Linked DNA regions of Mus musculus: region 1 is linked to region 2. A link is a contact called in public promoter capture Hi-C data. All regions are on one chromosome and are shown on one strand. The core of a region is the stretch at or near the end of the contact, and the rest is flanking DNA. Distances in the headings are between cores, read along the strand shown.

Region 1 (3,291 bases), core at 306-2,805, 260 kb after region 2:
AAGGATCAGGTTGCCTTTGGCAGATAAATCAAGCTTGTTTGCTTAGTCCAGCTGCCCGGGGGAGGGGGGGCGAGGGGGGACTACAAAAGATTGGAGGGTGACTAAAGTACCTGTGAGTCACAAGTCACAAGGGAGCAGCAGAAGGGTCCTTGAAAGTCACTGTTAGCCCTAAGGACCGGGTCTAGTGGCCGAGAGGCCCCAGGCTGAGCTTTGCTGGGCATGGATGGCTATGTCCCCTGTGGTCCTACTGGATTTTCTACACATAGCAAACGTGGCAGCTCTTTACAGCAGTGTGTGCAGTAGGTGGAGGCATGCATTTAGTGTCTTTGGACATATTGTGACCCTACCAATGAGAAGAAATGTATCTTTACAGACTCTCCAGTTTTGCTGTCCCTTGTGAGTCCTGACCTGGTAGGTTGGTTTGCAGGACATCCGTAGAGACGAGCATATGCCACGTGCCGTGTGGGTTGACTGTGTGTAGAGATGGCTTCTGAGCAGATGTTCAGAGGAAAGGGTAATGGTGGCTTTCCAGCACATACCGCCCAGGCTTTGGCTCCAGAGGTGTAGCTGGAGTGAGGTGGGGGAGAGGCTAGGGAAGAGCAGAGCCTGTACCCTTAGGCTCCTATGCCTCCTGATAGACTTAGAAGCTGTGAGTCCCCTCTGCACAGAGTATGAGACCATGGTGGGAGTGGTCCCTGGACTGCAGCCACATCAGGTTCTGGGTATGAGGCCCAAAGCAGAGCCTTCCTTCACCCATTACCTTCATTACACGGGTGGGTCCTGTCACAGAGGCTCACAGCAGATGTAGTGAGCGGTGTGTGCCTTCCTTTGTTAAGAACTGCATTCAGCTCTATGAATGGATTGGACTTTGGAGCAAGAGGAACAGTGTTAGAATCTTAACTTAGTGACAGAATGTCACCTGGAGCACATAACTTAGCCCACCTGTGACTCAGTTTATTCATTTTAAGATGAAAACAATCATTATAACAATGAATGAAAGATGTATTAAACATTATACCTCATAGCTTAAAGTTTTAGTATATTGCCTAGTATACATTAAAAGCTATATGATTATATATATATATATATATATATATATATATATATATATATATATATTCTTTTTAATTAGGAAAATTTATGAAACTTGTGGCAAATCCTGGGGCAGCTTACTCTTACTGAGCTTCAGACTTGTGATCCAGTCCCAGGGACAAAACAGATAGCGATGCCTACCACAGAGAGGATTGCCTGTGATGCTTTCTGTGTGATGGACAGACAGACGAGGAGAAGAAGACACTTGGCACGAAGTAATCCCGCCCCTGGTTTTTATTATCGTGATTGGTGTCTCTCAGCCTCTTTCTCATTCTGTCTTCTGCTGCGGGACAGAGAGTAAAAGCACAAAGACTGAGCCAGGAGGAAGTCTGGATTCAGAGGATGCTAACAGTCTCCTCCCCACCCCAGGAAAGACCTCAGGAACAACCAGGGCAGATCCCCAGGACTGAGTCAGGGGCTCTGTCTGTCCTCCCAGCCTCCCGGCAGGAAGCCTGCCTGTTGGTTGCAGCTGCTCCTCCTGCTGAGCCCTTGCTTGGGCACTGGGATGACGTGTGGTCAGAGGCACTGCCAAAGATGGGGAAGAACCTGGTGTAGGCGGAAGATCTTCTCCTCCACCTCCTCTGGAAGGCGCGGTCTCTTCTTCCCAGGAAGCACCAGCACAATTTTCTAATCAAGTTGAAGTCTGTGGCCCGTAGTTAGAAACAATAAATGAAATGCAATTTGAGCTAGCACTTTGCCTGGGTCTCAGTTTCTGGAAGTGGGTGGGGGGGTGAGAAGCTAGTCTTGCTGAGAGAAGAACTTGACCCCCCTGACCTAGATCATTTTAGCCCCCAGCCCCACGGTGAGCTTGAGGGGGTGGGACCCTGGGCTTTATTTCAGGTAATCATTGCAAATCCTGATTTTGATCTGTCAGGTCAAAGTGCACGCTGCTCTGTAAATCAATGCGCACTATTAAGCCGCTCTTTGTTTTTTCTCCTTCCAGCGCCTTCTACCTACCATGCTTAGAGTTTAGACCTGGAGATCATTGTTTAATCAATATTAAACCGTTCGCATAGCTTAAGTGTTTGCTTATGTGCTTGGAATCGTTGCTTGCAGGGAGAACAAGTGATGTCCTAATCTGCCTTCACTACGCTCCCCAACACCCCAATTATGTAATTTAGAGAAGGACATTTCCTGACAGCAGTTCTCAGCGTGCGCAGCAGCAAATGCTGGCTGGGGACGGCCCAAACAACCCTGTAATAGCTAGCACATGGACCTGCTGCCTGGGTCCCGGCTCTGGCTTGGGATGGGCGCCGTCCACTTGGGTTAAGGCTTTCAAATGATGGCATATTAGCGCCAGTAGAAGTAATTTCACATGAAAGGGGCTGAGGCTAATAGCCCATCTCCAGTCTCTCCGAGTTTGCGGAATGGGTCCTCACTGCAAATTGTTACCGACCCAGACAGTTAGGAACGACTATCACCTAACTCGTGAGACTGACGCAGCCAAAAGCGTGTCCAAGAGGCCAAATTTTAGGCCACGCTTCTCCATGGTTTTGCCAAGTGTCACCTCTATGGGCCAGAGGCTGGACATGAGTGTCCCAAAGAGCTCCACATTTGGGGAAGTGTTGAGGAAGACGTGTGCATACTCTCTCACACGCTGCCTTACTGGGGCTGCTGAGTAGCAGAATCTTTACTGTCTAGTTGGTGTGGTTAATTTGGGCAGCCGGAGCCCTCATCGTCTTTCTCCTTAGCAGGCTGCCAGCATTAACACAGATCAGTGTCTTGGTCCCATTGACTCTGTGATCAGAGCCCAGCTTGATGTTTTCTGGCTAAATGAGGCCAAGGCGCTCACTGAACTGGCTGCTTCCACATGAGAATGCTAGACTATTCTTCCTGCTTCCTCTCCTCCAGAGACCACAGTCTGACAGCTATTCTCTTGCACAGAAGCCCAAGGGAAGCCTTCGGGGCTCACCAGTCTCAGCTGGGATGGTGAGTGGGCATCTGGAGCATGGGTCAGCAGGCATAGAGTTCAGCGGTGAGAACCAACCAGCTGCTTCAGGACTAGGCTCTTGAAGATCCCAGTGGAAGGGTAGAGACTCGGGAGGAGCAGACAAGAGCTGTGGAAATGTTCATTTGGCTGTGAACCTCAAACCAATGCCTTCACCTTTCTAGAAGCCAGTTGCTATGGCAATAGAAGCAGTGCCAATGGCAAGAGTAGGTTTTTTTTTTTTTTTTTGTGGTTAGAGTGCCTGTCTCAGA
Region 2 (3,662 bases), core at 396-2,895:
CCTTGGGTACCATGGGGAATCTAGGGTTATTGTTGCCTCCTGCTGGGGAGGTTTTGGTTTTCCCTCAGAAGTCTATTTAGAGACAGAAGACTGTCAATTTCCTTCTTTCTTTCTTTCTTTCTTTCTTTCTTTCTTTCTTTCTTTCAAGATTTATTTATTTATTTCCTGTATGTAAGTGTACTGTCACTGACACACCAGAAGAGGGCATCAGATCTCATTACAGATGGTTGTGAGCCACCATGTGGTTGCTGGGAATTGAACTCAGGACCTCTGGAAGAACAGTCAGTGCTCTTAACCACTGAGCCATAACTCCAGCCCAATACTATCAATTTCATGTTCCGGGCTTATAGTAAGAACTCTGAATCCAGGATAATTCTACAACCAAGCGACTCAGAAGGAAATACCGCCAAATGGAATTAGGCTAGTGGTTCCGCCTTTTAGGATAAAGGATATGGCACATTGTAGAGATGTCAGGGATTAAAAAAAAAAAAAAAACTAAATACTACAGGGCACCCCACATAAAATACCTTAATTATTACACATCTTACATCTGAGAGCCCTAACACCATCACCATCTGAATATTCTCATGTTTGGATATGGGCAGTCCTGCCCTACCCACCCTTAAGAAACTAAAGGGCAGACACTGAGTCTTTTTGTTTGTTTGTTTGTTTGTTTGGGGAGGGTTTCAAGGCAGGCTGTCCTGGAACTCACTCTGTAGACCAGGCTGGCCTCAAACTCAGAAATCCGCCTACTTTTGCCTCCCAAGTGCTGGGATTAAAGGCGTGCGCCACCACTGCCCAGTTTTGAGTTGGTTATTTATTTATTTAGCCATTGTGGGATTTCAGAATCATTTTTATTTGCATTTCCATGATGACTAAGGATTTTCAACATTTCTTTTAGATTTATTTGGGAATACTTCTGCTGCCTGGAGATGAGCTAACTTGAAGCCCAAGGATAGTAAGTACCATGGCTAGAAAATTCTCAAAGACTGAGGTAAGGCTGGGAGCTCCACCTTACCCCTGAGATGCTAGCTGCAGGAAAGAAGCAAGCTTTACTGGTACCTCTGCTGTGAACCCTGACCATGATGAGTCACCCGTGTGCCTACTCATATTGCCGTGCCTAACATTTCTGCTGGTTTATTTTTGTTTGTTCATGCTCTGTAGCCCAGGTTGACTCCAAACTCATTTTATGTATATGAGTACACTGTAGCTCTCAGACACACCAGAAGAGGGCAATCAGATCCCTTTACAGATGGTTGTGAGCCACCATGTGGTTGCTGGGACTTGAACTCAGGACCTCTGGAAGAGCAGTCTGTGCTCCTAACCACTGAGCCATCTCTCCAGCCCCCAGACAATGAATGAGTCTTAAGGGCTGCAGACAGGCATGAGCAAACATCGTTTTCAAACAGCTGTGTAAACGGCTTCTGGACAACTGCAGCGGGCTTCAAACGATGCCTGCGTCACGGAGTGACCCTGCATTCTGGGAAGTCACCGAGCCGACCATCCGCTCGCTCATCTTGGCGGGACTGGAGCTCCGCACAGGGACCGTCCGCTTCGCGCGCGCCTGCGCACTCCGTTCGCGGGCCGCGCGAAGAGTCTCGCGATACTTAGGCGTGCCTGCGCCTGCGCAGGCGGCGCTCACATTCCGGGGCTGTGGCGGCTTCTTCCTCCCGCGTCCGGGGCCCCGCGGTGAGGGCTCCAGGGAGTCGGGCGCTGGCGTGGCCTTCGCCGCCGCCGCCGCCGGCCCTCTGCCGTGACTGGACAGGGCCGCCCGGAGCGGGCGCGGCCGGAGTGAACGGAACGGGCGGGAGCTTTCCTGCCTATGGGCGGCCCCTGGGCGCTCTGAGGGCCGGGCTCCGAGCGGCCGAGGTAGGGCGCGGGGCGGCGGCTGGCGCGGGGCCCGGCGAGCGGGATGCGGGATGCGGCGGCGAGCGCGGGCGCCTCCTTCCTCCGGGGCGGCCTCCTTCCCCGCGGTACTTCCGCCCGGGCGCCCGCCGGCCTCGCGGCAAGCGGAAGTCACGGCGCGGGCCGCGCAGCCAGGGCTGCAGGGTGGGCGCGGGGCCGCAGTCTCGCCCTGGAGCTGCGGTCGTCCCCGCATCCCGAGAGCGCGGCGGGGAACGCCTCGGGGTCCCGTTAGGATGCTGACTTGGGGAAGCGCCGTGGGGCACGGCTAAGGAGCGCAGAGAAGACAAAGGAGACCGTTATTTATGTTGTGTAAACTTCTCGGGAGGCGGGAGCGGAGCAGCATCCTCAGTGGTTGACACGGCCTCCCACACTTGTTTAGAATTATAAAATCATATGTGATTATATACAGTAGTTAGCTAGATAGTAACAAAACACCGAGGGTTGTGGGATATTTGATCCTTGGAGGAGAACGGCGTGTGGGCCTTTGAAGCTTTGCTATATTTACAAAGCTTAAAGGTGCCTTGTGAATTTACTAAAAATAGTTTTTTTGGGAGCAATGTCTGCCACATTCAAGGTAAAAAAAAAAAAAGAAAGAAATGTGATTGTTTCATTGGAAGACGGCAGGATTAAACACCCACAGTAAAACTTAAGGGAAAGCAGGTCGCAGCAGACCTTCAAAACTACTAATTTAGTCACAGTGAAACTCCTCGCTGGCTTCCTTAAACTTACCGGTGCACCATTTTAAAAGATGCTTCTTCGTTTGTTTGATGTGTGCAAGGCATTGGGGTCCACCCCTAGTACCACAAACAAAACAAAACCAACTGTAGCCTTTGCTTTGCAACACGATTTGTTCTGTTAACTCCTAGCTTATGTTCCACCCACGTCTTAAGAGAAATTCCTCCGCCCACTTTTCTCAAATGTAACCTGCATCATTTTAGTGAACTTTGCATGGAAAGAATCCAAGAATAGCTGGGAAAAAAAGCAGTTAAGAGCGTGTACCAGGCTTGAAGAGAAGTAGGGTTTGGCTCCCTGCACTACGGTGCACTGGGAACCAAATGTAACTCCATGTGTTGCACCCCGGGGGGACTCACACTCATTTGTTCTCATGTAGACAAGCATAATTTAAAACATAAGGTAATAGCTGACCAAGCATGTTGGTTAACACCTTTACACCCATTACTTTCTTGGTGAGGCAGGAGGATTGTTATGAAGACAAACCTCAAAAATTAAAAATCCCCAAAAGCAAACCAAAGAATTATCAGCAGGTAGGTCTTAGAGTGGAAAGAGGTAGGCATTAATGCTAATGTGTTAGCCAAATGCTGAAATTTATCATGCATGTAAATATATGTGGTGGTTTTATACACAACGGACTTTATAGTGCCGAAATAGGTTGTAAGAATATTTTTTCTGGGCTGGAGAGATGGCTCAGTGGTTAAGAGCACTAGTCGGTCTTCCAGAGGTCCTGAGTTCAATTCCCAGAAATCACATTGTGGCTCACAACCATCTAAATAATGGGATCTGATGCCCTCTTTTATCATGCAGACATACATGCAAATGGAGTACGCATATGTATATAAGTAAGCTTTTTAAAAAGAATATTTTTTTCTATATCTGGAAGTCCCGTGTGTAAGAGAAAGAACTCCCACCTTACTACCTCATTTTTTGCTTTCTATGAAGCTCAGGGCTCGCTATGCCTCTGGATTCTCTGATTCAGCTTTCCCAGATAAGATTTGCAGGCATTCTTGCACATCTGTGTG

The links. Promoter capture Hi-C pulls out the DNA fragments that hold promoters and counts their contacts.
Region 1: a promoter capture Hi-C map of second pharyngeal arch cranial neural crest shows a contact between it and region 2. The contact joins the enhancer-like site here to the promoter of B230219D22Rik in region 2. A contact is called at or near these places in 4 of 39 promoter capture datasets (cranial neural crest, frontonasal cranial neural crest, maxillary cranial neural crest and 1 more), 3 of 484 Hi-C or Micro-C datasets (cerebellum, embryonic stem cells and palatal mesenchyme), 10 of 115 datasets of contacts at active chromatin or transcription factors (cardiomyocytes, craniofacial prominence, embryonic basal ganglia and 5 more) and 1 of 9 other capture datasets (pancreatic islet).

What each region holds. Positions count from the first base shown.
Region 1 is chr13:55,954,401-55,957,691 of GRCm38.p6, forward strand. No RefSeq gene overlaps it. Among named protein-coding and RNA genes, the nearest start is that of Gm31542, 46 kb to the left of the region's middle. Within about 2 kb of position 1,556, at least 9 of the 459 cell types and tissues checked have an H3K27ac peak or open chromatin away from gene starts, as enhancers often do. A contact at or near this core is called in craniofacial prominence and second pharyngeal arch cranial neural crest, where this site is marked.
Region 2 is chr13:55,691,479-55,695,140 of GRCm38.p6, forward strand. B230219D22Rik (RIKEN cDNA B230219D22 gene) reads left to right here and starts at 1,646. Exons shown (of 2, transcript NM_181278.2): 1 at 1,646-1,869.